Linked DNA regions of Sus scrofa: regions 2 and 3 are each linked to region 1. The links are chromatin contacts, called in public HiChIP or PLAC-seq maps. All regions are on one chromosome and are shown on one strand. Each heading gives the region's core, a stretch centred on a gene start, on an enhancer-like site or on the middle of the called end of the contact. The rest is flanking DNA. Distances are from core to core; before and after follow the strand shown. Region 1 holds the start of SHOC2 (leucine-rich repeat protein SHOC-2). Region 2 holds the start of MXI1 (max-interacting protein 1). Region 3 holds the start of SMNDC1 (survival motor neuron domain containing 1).

Evidence for each region. HiChIP or PLAC-seq counts read pairs in DNA pulled down with a chosen protein or histone mark.
Region 2: an H3K27ac HiChIP or PLAC-seq map of alveolar macrophages shows a contact between it and region 1. The contact joins the promoter of MXI1 here to the promoter of SHOC2 in region 1. A contact is called at or near these places in 1 of 5 promoter capture datasets (liver) and 2 of 2 datasets of contacts at active chromatin or transcription factors (alveolar macrophages and skeletal muscle).
Region 3: a contact with region 1 is called in an H3K27ac HiChIP or PLAC-seq map of alveolar macrophages. The contact joins the promoter of SMNDC1 here to the promoter of SHOC2 in region 1. A contact is called at or near these places in 1 of 47 Hi-C or Micro-C datasets (liver) and 1 of 2 datasets of contacts at active chromatin or transcription factors (alveolar macrophages).

The regions. Positions count from the first base shown.
Region 1 is chr14:121,346,195-121,349,906 of Sscrofa11.1, forward strand. SHOC2 (leucine-rich repeat protein SHOC-2) reads left to right here and starts at 1,744. Exons shown (of 9, transcript XM_005671457.3): 1 at 1,744-2,162. It overlaps BBIP1 (BBSome-interacting protein 1), which reads right to left and starts at 2,148. Exons shown (of 4, transcript XM_013983731.2): 1 at 2,010-2,148.
Region 2 is chr14:120,641,611-120,645,322 of Sscrofa11.1, forward strand. MXI1 (max-interacting protein 1) reads left to right here and starts at 2,081. Exons shown (of 6, transcript XM_003133181.6): 1 at 2,081-2,596. The coding sequence starts at 2,335.
Region 3 is chr14:120,738,032-120,741,743 of Sscrofa11.1, forward strand. It overlaps SMNDC1 (survival motor neuron domain containing 1), which reads right to left and starts at 1,642. Exons shown (of 6, transcript NM_001166309.1): 1 at 1,445-1,642; 2 at 129-248. The coding sequence starts at 248. It overlaps LOC102164743 (a long non-coding RNA gene), which reads left to right and starts at 1,731. Exons shown (of 4, transcript XR_002338635.1): 1 at 1,731-1,811; 2 at 2,058-2,156.

The DNA of each region.
Region 1 (3,712 bases), core at 494-2,993:
AGATGGCCAGCAGTTCCCTTAGTATCTGCTTTGATAACATCAAGATTCATCTGTATTTGAATTGCAGGGCCCACACATCTTTCATCAACCATCCTTGGGATGCCAGAAGTTGAAACTCATGAAACTGCTGACATCAGTACACTTTGCTGTAGATTACATTGCATCAGCGTCAAGTGTAGGCAAAGTAGCAGCAAAACTTTATTAAAGGTAGCCAGTCTATGTTGTCAGTGCAGGACACTAACGTACTCTACAAAGACAGGAAGATTAAACTCTTCTCTGTAGGACATCATAGAAGGGTGGTGTGCTGAGAAGTGGGATGGATTTAATGAGCAACTCATGGCATGGTAAATGTAGCTGCAGTTAGTCATGATTGGTAAAGTATAAATACTTTTAAGTAGTCTTGCAAAAAGTGTTAAACTGAATCTAATCATGCTTCCAGACCTACTTCTGATTTGTGAAAAATAAGAGGAGACATTCAAAAAGACCCCTGGCCTGAACTTTTCAAAATGACAATTTTACAAGGTAAAAAGAGATGGCGGAATGGTTCTAGATTAAGGCTAAAGAGTTATAATACCCTGGAGTTCCCGTCGTGGCTCAGTGGTTAACGAATCCGACTAGGAACCATGAGGTTGTGGGTTCGGTCCTTGGCCTTGCTCAGTGGGTTAAGGATCGGGTGTTGCCGTGAGCTGTGGTGTAGGTTGCAGATGTGGCTCAGATCCTGCGTTGCTGTGGCTCTGGCGTAGGCCGGCGGCTGCAGCTCCAATTAGACCCCTAGCCTGGGAACCCCCATATGCCACCGGAGCGGCCCAAGAAATGGCAAGAAGACAAAAAAAAAAAAAAAAAGTTATAATACCCAAATACAATATATAAACCATGACTGGACCCTGATATTTTTTGCAAGGAGGAGGTATAAAAGACATTCTTTGGTCAATGGGAAAATACAGATATATACACACTGGATTTTAAAGACTGAAGACTTATTAATCATAATGATATTTTGTTTTTGCAAGAAAACTTTATAATTCTTAGAAAATAAATACATGTTTAGGGATGCCTGCTTAACAACAGGTGTCTGCAACCTATTTCCCAATGGCTCAATAACAAAGTGTGTGAAAAGGGATAAAGTAAATATGGCACAATGTTAACAACTGTTGGATCTAGGCGAAAGGTATATGAATGTTTATCGTATTCTTTAAAAAAAATTTTTTTTTTTTTTGTCTTTTTGGGCCACAGCGGAGGCATATGGAAGTTCCCAGGCTAGGGGTCCAAACAGAACTGTAGCCGCCAGCCTACACCAGAGCCACAGCAAAATTGGATCTGAGCCAACTTGATATTACCAAGATGACTGACAATTGTCGACTCAAATCTACAGAAGGAACTACGATAATGTGTGATAACTCTTGTAAAAAAACCATATAAAATAATACATTTCATGAATATTCACAAACATTAAGTTGTTTAATAAACCATAGACATGCACAATGTGGACAGTATACTTTCATCCAGAACTGCAGTCAATGCTTACAAACCCCGAGAAGAGGAGAAACGAAGAAAAGGTTGAAAATTTCAGAATATGCAGACAGGAAGTGGGGAAATAAGGCTTCGAGATGTTGTCACAGTGGTAGGGTGACCATCTTTTTCCTTTATAGCTGGGGATGGAAAATGATTTCCTCAAGCTCCAGAATTCTCCGACCTTAAAGGTCAGAGGGTGAAAGTGCTTAACAGAACTTGCTGGGGCGTGGTCAGGAGATCCACTTTGCTGGAGTTAGGGGCCCCTCCCGTCCCAGCTGGCTGCAGCGGGGCGAGGGAAGCCGGTAGAGCGGCCTCACCCCACAGGGAGCCTCAGAGGGGCGGAGGGAGGGCGGGCCGCCATCGGACCAGCCCGGAAAGAAAACCTATTTCCAGCGGAAGAGGCTTTGAGCCCGGCTCGCCTCCTCAGCGCTCCGTTTCCCAGGGGCCGTCGGGCCCGCACGGGCCTGACCCACGGTTGGAGACCAAGGGACACTCACCTCACTTTGCGACTCCTGTCGGAATGGGTACTCCCTGGGGAAAGGGGGGCGCAAGCTATTCCCATGCTTCCGCCATGACCCCTTTCAGAAGTGTCAAACGCAACTTCCGGGCAGGACAGGGATTTTCGGCGCCGTAAACTCTTGTCCACCTAGGTAAGTGACCAGATGTCCCAGCAAAATAAGGGCCAGAAAAGCCGCTTCCTCTATCCCCCCAATCTTGGAAAGTAGTCTGGAGTATGAATTAACTTGTTTAATATGGGATGTCTGGTTACCTTCGGTACTTTTTGGGGCCTACTTACAGATGCGTGTCTTCCCTGACGGCTCAACTGTTGCCCAGGGCAACTATAAGATTGGGCGAAGGGAAAATTACGTCACACAGGAGACCGGAGGCGAGGAAACTTCCGTTGCCATTATCAGATATGGCTGCCTTAGCGTCAACAGTAACTTCCGTTGAGAGTTGTCTCTCTACCCTGCTGGAGGGTCTCTCGGTGACCCAGCTAGCCAGCGGCGCCCAGTGGGCGGGAGAAAGGGCATAGAAGAGCTGAGGAAAGGAAAAGGGCGGGGAGAGTAAGAGAGAGAGAGAGAGAGGGAGAGAGAAAGAGAAGCTGGAGCTAATGCCTCACTCTGATTGGGTAGCGTCGCTGGCGACAGTACCTCACTCTGATTGGGCAGCTTCTGTTGCCCTGGCCCCGCCTGTTTTTCTTCCCCAGCGATTGACCGGCCTGCGCCGGAGGGGTGGGGCGGGGCGGTAGCAACGAGTGTGTGTGGAGGGGCGGGCGGGGCGGGGCGGGGCGAGTGGGGGAGGGGCGGGCGGGGGGCGGCGGTTGGGCAGCGTCGCTTCCAAGGAGGAGGAGGAAGGGCGAGCTAGGAGGATGGCGGAGTCGGGGCTCCTGACGGTAACCAGGGGCCGCTGAGGCGGGAGGGTGCTTGTTGGCCGGTTCTTCCTGCCTTCCTTCCTGCCGGTCGGGCGGGCTGTCGGTAGGGGGAAGCCCCGCGCGTCCTGACAGGCGCTAGCTGGCGGGGCCGGGGCGAGGCCCGAGGGGCCGGGGCCCTGGGAGGCGCCGCCGCCGCCGCCGCTTTCCTGGGTGCTGTCGCCGGGAGGGCCGGGCCCACGGAGCCGTCTCTCGTACGGGCCCGTAGCCTCTCGCCGAGAGCGAGCCGGCCAGCTGACAGCGTCCGGGGCCGGGCCTGCGGTTGCCGCAGGCGGCCGGGGACAGCGCCCGAGAGAGGACTAACTGGCTCTAGAGCCGGGGCCGGGGGCGCCCAGAGGACGGTCCTGCTCCGCTCGGCTCCCTGGGTCCCCGGGCCCAGGCTGCGGGGCGCCCCGTGGGCGTATGAAACGTTGGCTGGGGCCCCGACGCAGCGGTAGTGGTGCGGGTGGAGTCTTTCCTCGCCCGCTCCCCAAAGCCCACCGCGCTCTCGGGTTCTCGTCTCCTCTCTCTGAAGAGTGGTGAGTCGACTTTGGGTGTGTTGCTTGGTGAAGCGAGTTGTAGGTCCAAGACTGCTCTGTTGGACCTGCCTAATGCCAACCTCTTTCCGCGGCAGCTTTTAGGGATAGAGGAAAAGTACTCTCCTCCCCGCCCCCCCCACCCCCCACCCCCAGCTCTAAACGTTAGAGGCTTCAGGACAAAACGATTTTTCCCCAGCCCCTCTGTATCCATTGTTTTGTACCATCCCCCTCCCCCCCTTGCCTAGGTAGAAGA
Region 2 (3,712 bases), core at 831-3,330, 700 kb before region 1:
ACATATATGAAGGTCGCAGTGCTGCATATGTGCACATTTGGCCCGTGCCTCTACCGGAGAGTTAAAGAGACCAAAGTTTTCTCCAGGCTTCAGTGGTTCGTTGCCTCTCTATCATCTTTCATCTGGGGCAAAGGAGATCAGGACTGTCTCACACAAGCGCCAGTTTGTGCAAAACAGCACTGGATAAAACTTGTCTGCAACTGTACTTCCTAAAGTCCTTAGATGTTTATAGATTTTTTTTAATAAAAAAATGTTTTTTAGGGCCTCACCCACAGCATATGGAGTTTCCCAGGCTAGGGGGTTGAATCGGACCTGCAGCTGCCAGCCTAGGCCACAGCCACAGCAACTCGGAATCCCAGCTGCATCTGCGACCTATACCACAGCTCACAGCAACGCTGGATCCTTAACCCACTGAGCAAGGCCAGGGATCGAACTCATGGATACTAGTCGAGTTCATTAACCACTGAGCCGAGAGGGGACCTCCTATAGATTTTTAAACATGAGTAACTCAAATTATGGTTCCAACAGAACAAAAAGTAAGTAATTATTCTGGTAGTGGAAGGTGAATTTTCATCTCATAGCTTTATGAGAATCTCCTTTACCCTAACCAAAGGGTGCAGAGACCAACCAAGATGGAAAATGAGCAGAGGGTATGGGTAGTATGATTATATTATGGGACAAAATGTGAATATATTGGCTATAAAATGCCAGTTACTGACTGTTCCTGTTATATCAGCAGTGGGTTACTGTAGTCCAAAATCACACAAGACTTTCCTGAGAGTGTGTGTACTGTTCTACATGGAAGGGGCTTCACAAAGAAATGTACTTTCTCTCCTTTTTTTCCAAAAAGTTTCCATTTCCAGTAAAATTCTTCCTGACGAATGTGTACAAAGCTGTCTCTAAGTAAGGTAGCTGGGTGGCACAAATCCATGGGCAGCATTCATGATGTCTTCTATGTAAATAGTTCCCCTGCAGGAAAACTCCAGGTGGCCTTGCAAGGTGACAATATTTAGAAGGGCTTATTGCAAAGATGTTTTCCAACAAAGTGCAGAAAAGTCTTGCTTCCTGCAACTTATTTTCCTGCTTAGGTGCAGGTAGGGGACTCAGCCTCTTCTCTGGATCTATACTGCAAGCAAAAGCTCTTACTAGGGGCCAGGCAGCATCCTAAGGGCGATTATAATTTAATTAATGCATTATTCTTATCAGAGTTTTCATGGATGGGGACACTTAGGCCAAGAGAGGTTAGAGGACTCATCCAGGCTCACGCAGCCTATACAGAGCAGAGCTGGGACTTGAATCCTTCTCTGTGGCACTTCCCAAGGGCCCTGACTCCCACCACACACCCCAGATCTGGAAAGCATCAATGGTTCCTGTACACCCTAACTGTTAGCTCTGCTGGAGCAGTGAAAACTATGTCAACTTGGGTGGGGCTCTTCAGAGCCAAAAGGTGGAATTCAGCTGCGGTAGAGGTGGGAGGTTCCTGGGCTGCCATTTCTGCCTTTCTGTCAAATAAAAGAGGGCCAGGTGTGGAGGCATCCTACTGTGAGCTTTGCACAGCTGGACTAAGGCTGGGAAAGAGGAGTGTAGATAGAGATGCTTGCATCTCCTCCCCCTTCCTGGAAAATAACATTGCATTTGAAGGGAGACAGAAAGAGTGAGTAAATCTGTAACTGGGATATGGTGGCCTGGGGATTTCATTTGGTCCTGTGAAGGCAGACACCCCGGCCTCTGTGAATGAGTGTGTGGATTGGGGGGAGAAAACTGAGGATTACATATGATGATTTTTTGGACTTTTTTTTTTTTTTAAGTCATAGCAGCTACCATTTATTGGAAACCTACTATGTGTCAGGCATTATTATTTTTATGTAAAGAAAAAATAGCCTAGTCGTTTGTTTTTTTGCAGGTGCTTTCAGAGCCATACGTTCTACACTGTGGTGAGATTTGGGGAGAGGCGGGGAAGTACGCAGGGACTAGCAGGGGGCGGTCCCCGCCGCGCTAGTCTCCACCTTTTATTTTGACCGGTCCGATGGCGACAGGCTCGCACTAGGACCCAGGCGCCAGAGCGCCTCCGTCCGTCCTGTAGGTTCATTCAATCTCCCATACACACAGACCCACTGCGAGACCGACACACACACACACACACACACACACACGCACACACACACACACACACACTCAAACACACAACTGCACGCAGAAGGCTCGGGAAGTCAGGTCGCCTCTTCGCCTCGGCGCTTTAGTTGCTTCAGCCAGCCGGGTCTCCCCTGGGGCCCGGAGCTCGGCCGAGCCGCGCAGCCCCAAAAGAGGACGAGCTTGGCGGACCCCGGTCCCTCCATGGGCAAACGCGGGCGGCCGCGCAAGGAAGCGCGCTGCGAGGGCGCGGGGCTGGCCCCCGCCGCGCCCCCGGCGGTGGCCGCGCCCCAGCCCCCGGCCCAACCAGAGGAGCCCGCGGGGGCCAAGCTCAGGTGCCCCTTCTCGGACATTTTCAACACCAGCGAGAACTCGATGGAGAAGCACATCAACACTTTTCTGCAAAACGTGCAGATTCTGCTCGAGGCCGCCAGCTACCTGGAGCAGATCGAGAAAGAAAACAAAAGTAAGTTTGGGGGCCCCGGCTCCTCCTCGGCGCCTGGCTCTTTCTTCCTCGCCCACTTGGGCAACCCCTGTCGCCTGCTTGGCCCCCTCCCTCCAACACACACATCCAGCCCTCGGCATTAAAGCCGATGACACCGGAGAAAGGACACGCACGCACAAAGCTGCTAAAGATGTAACAAAGACGAGCGGGGGCGGGGGGGGCTGTCGGTGCGTCTGTCTGTCCGTCTCCTCTAGGCTAGGAGGACCGCTGGGCCGAGGAGCCGGGGGAGTGTTGTTGTTTGCTGACAACTGAGCCGAGAGCTCATCTCTTCGAGGTCGCCTTTCTTCCTTTTTTTTTTTTTTTTTTTTTTTTTTCCGGAGCCTTCTCCGGCAGACAAGTGTTGTTTTTCTGAAGCTCGTTCTTGGGTGGGGTGGGGATTAGAAGCCGAAAGTTGGAAACCATAGGCAGAGCTCAGCGGTTCCAGAAAGAAAACACACAGACACACACGACAACGATAACAACAACAACCAAACAGCCCTCCACAGCGTGGGCTCGGGCTGGCACGGCTCTGCTTCTCCCTCCTGTCTACTTTGCTTTTTCCTCTCCTCTCGCAGCAGGGCTGGGCTCACGCCATCGCGTCCACGGATACAGTCCCCCTGCGCCTCTGTTGCCCTGGGGTGTACCCCCCAAAGAAACAGGCCGGTAAAGCCAGGCAGAGCCAGCAGCTTGCCCCGGACCCGCCATCCTACGCCCGGGAAACTCGACGAGGGGGAGGCAGCTAGAAGGAAACTTTGGGATCTCTCAGGAAACAATAGTTGGGGAAGAAGGTGTGGGCTGCTATGTGCGGTTTCTTTATTTTCCGGGAGACGGCTCCCTAGTGAGCGCGTTGGGCGAGGAAGGCAAGTGCCTTGCTGGTGGATTTCTGCTGTTCCCCCCACCCCCACCCCAGATTCAGGTGGAGAGTGATGTGGGGTGGGGGTGTTGGGAGTTCCACACTGGCCTGGCCTTCTTTTTTGTATTTGTTTGATTTTTGCCCCCGCCAGCTGGGTCCCCCAAACCTCCCCAGGCAGTCGACTCAGCGCCCTAACGGGGGCACGCGTGTGCGCCGTCTCCAGCACTATCCTCACAAATAATAGC
Region 3 (3,712 bases), core at 392-2,891, 610 kb before region 1:
TATGTGGAGAGAAACACTCCCTCCAAAGAGTGTTCTGGATACCTACAGATTCTAGGCAATAAATCATTTGTAAAACACAGAAATATTCTTTTCAAGCAACATAACCATAAGTGTCCCCTCTTACTTACCTGTAAATCTTTCTTTAATTTTAGCAAATCTTCATTTTCTCCATTTCCAGAGAGAGCAGCTTCAACTTGTTGGAGTTGAGCTTTGTAGCTTGCCAGCTGCTTTGCTAGATCCTCTGACATCTGGGGAAAATGAAAAGAGTAAGGCCATAAAAACAAAACCAAAAAACAAACCATAAAAAATAATTTTTCTCTGTCTGAATTAACCCTTACCAATTTTGCTCCCAACCCATTATAATTCATTGTAGCTTAATTTATCTGTGTTACCTTTACTTTCAGTTCAGAGAAAAGTTGTGAGCCAAACCACAAACTCCAAGGCAACAGACGCTCAAGATTATAAACATATCAGAAAAACTCCATATAGTAACAGAAAACAAAGGTAAGAGGGAAAAGGAGACTTTCTAATTTTCTTTAAACTCTTGTTAACAGGGAAGACACACAGGCTCAGTTAACAGGGTTGTTATATAGTCACCAAAAGAAAAGGGGGAAAAAGTACCAAACTGTTAAAAGAGGCGAGACTTTATTTTTTTGAGCGCTAAAAAATACTTCCCAAACCAAATATAAATGGCTTTTAGATTAACTACGCAATTAATTCTCTCCACAAGAGCTATCCAATTAATACGAGTGTGTTTAGAAACTCTTCTCCAGAGCAAAAATCTTTCATCCAGTCGCTTAAATATTGCTGATGGTTTTTCTTCAGTAAAAGAAACAGCACAGATATTTTCCTTAGGAATTCTAAAGAAACGTGTCGTTCACCAAATCCCGCTCGTTCTTCTGAAAATAAGATAGGAGAGAATTCTTTCCCGCTTTCTTAGCAAACACAACGGGTTTCCGAGGACCCGTCTGTCTCACAGTTCTCGTCCAACTACAGCCCAGAGTCTGGAAGGGCTCCAAAGAGGTTAGAGCGAGCCAGGCTGTTCTCCCTCAGTGACCAGTACCTCAAAGCCCGCCACAACTTGCTCTATTATTTCAGACCTCGAAATTCAAACAGCTTCCAGGGAAACCGAAACACGAACGGAGCGGAGGCCAGCGGAGCCGGAGCCCCACACCCGCAAACACGCTCCGCACCGAAGGGCCAGGGCGTCTCTAAGACGCCTCCCGCGCCCCTACCCCACCCATTGGGTGCCCAGGATTAGTCCAACCCGGTCCGAGGCCGTTCCGGGCTCAACTCTAGGTGGGAGAAGAGACCGCGCCCCTAACACTCTGGCTAGGACCCGGGCCCTCCAGCGCGGCTGGCTGCTGGGCCTCAGGCCTCCGCTTCAACTCGGGAGAGGCCGAGGCCCGACGAGGCCTCACTCGCTCCCTCGTCGGTTTGTTACCTTGTGTGGGGTTGGGGTCGGGGCAGTGGGAAGGGGTCGGGGCAAATGAGCCCAGTGGCGGTGGCGGCGAGAGTGGCAGCAGCAACAGCAGCAGGAAAAATCTCAGCAGCGACAAGCTGTCTCGGTCTGAAGAGGGAAGAAATCTACCGGCCGCGAAGAAGAGTGGACGAAAACTGGGCACTGGAAAGAGGAAAAGACAGAGGCGGGTGAAATCTCGCGAGTAGTTAAAAATCCTCGCGAGACGTCGCTCGATCACGTGATTCCTGGTACCCTCTAGACTGCCTGCATTTAATCAGGTTAGGGACGTGAAGTGGGCGGGGTTACTAAGGAAGGAAATGGCGTAACTATGATGCACAAGTTACCGGATGTACGTTCGTCTTGTCTCAGTTCTGGCTCAGTGAGGGGAGCTTTTGGATTGTTAATTTAGGGGTGGGTGCTGTCCGGCTTTTCCAGAGGTTCGCAGGGTGCTGGGTAGTGGGAGGAAAGGGGTTTAATGTAGCATTCATACTAGCGGTTGGTTCTCATGCAGTCGGGGTACCAGCCGCATCAGCATCGCCTGGTTTTTATTTTTTTACAATAATTTAAAATTTATTGCAAAAATTATTTATTACAGATTCTCAACCTCAGGCCTCTGAATCAGAAACTCAACTCTGAGGATAGGCTCAGCAACCTGTTTCATGGAGCCCTCCAAGTAATACCAAAGTCCGGGCAGGTTTGAGCTGTATATAATAATAAAAGTCTTGGAGTTCTCTTGTGGCGGCAGCGGGTTAAGGATCCCAAGGTTTCCGCGTTGTCAGTGCAGCGGCTTTCATTACCGTGGCTCGGGTTTGATCCCTGACTCAGCAACTTCCACATGGCTCTGGCAAAAAAAAAAAACAAACATAAAAGGTCTTTGTGGCTACAAAAGCGCTGATTAGGTTATGGCAGAACCCATTGGACAGGAGAATGGTTTATTTAAAACCCATTTGGGGAGTTCCCGTCGTGGCGCAGTGGTTAACAAATCCGACTAGGAACCATGAGAACCATGAGGTTGCGGGTTCGATCCCTGGCCTTGCTCAGGATCTGGGTTGCCGTGAGCTGTGGTGTAGGTCTGCTCGGATCCCGCGTTGCTGTGGCTCTGGTGTAGGCTGGAGACTACAGCTCCCATTCGACCCCTAGCCTGGGAACCTCCATATGCCGCGGGAAGCGGCCCTAGAAAAGGCAAAAAGACAATAAATTAATTAATTAATTAAAACCCATTTGGGGAATTCCACTGTGGCGCCCTGGGTTAAGCATCCAGCATTGCCACAGTGCTGTGACAGGTTGCTGCAGCTGCAGCTCAGATTTGATCCCTGGCCCAGGTATATTCCATATTCCAAGGGTGTGGCAGGAAAAAACCCAAACCTCTTTTGTTAGCCCTTACCTGGTTTTCATTACGTTATGTAGGTTAATATCGCCTGAAGGGGAACAAGTTATAATCTTGGGTGATAAGCAGAGTGGTGTGAATACTTCCATTTATGTTTAAAAAGAAATGTGCATCAAGTGTGTAATCTTATGTGCTGTTTATGGACTGATAAACAAACCTGGAGATTTGGAATGAAAGCAAAATGTTTTCACTGATTATGCTTTTTACTTTTTAATCCTCTTTTTTCATAGCATAAAAGTTTTTTCCAAATTAAAAAATATATATAGTTTAAAAAAGGGTAAAGGCCTGAGACACAGAGGCTATATGAATGCCAGGAGAGAATCTTCCCTGGAGGATTGGGGTCTTGCTAGAACTTTAAGAAAGTCCTCCTCTAATGTGGGCTAACTCTTCTGGATTGTGACAACATCTTGCTTCAGTGCCTTCTTGCCTTCTCTTTTCTTTTGTTTTCTTTTCTTTTCGAAGAGGTCTTAATGTGTTCTTCTCTATGTACACACTCATCCCTCATGTTGAGTCAGATAACTATAGAGAGAAAACCAGGACAGGTTTGTTATGATTGAGGTGATAGTCAACTTGCAAGAACTGAAAATGCTGGAGTTCCCATGGTAGTGTTAATGAACCCAACTAGTATCCATGAGGACTCAGGTTTAATCCCTGGCTTTGTTCAATGGGTTAAGGATCCAGTTTTGGCATGAGCTTTGGTGTAGATCACAGACGCAGCTTGGATCCCTAGTTGCTGTGGCTGTGGTGTAGCCTGACAGCTCTAAGCTCTGATTCGATCTCTAACCTGGGAACTTCCATATGGTGTGGACGCAGCCCTAAAAAGACAAAAACAACAACAAAAAAACCAAACCAAAAAAAAAAAA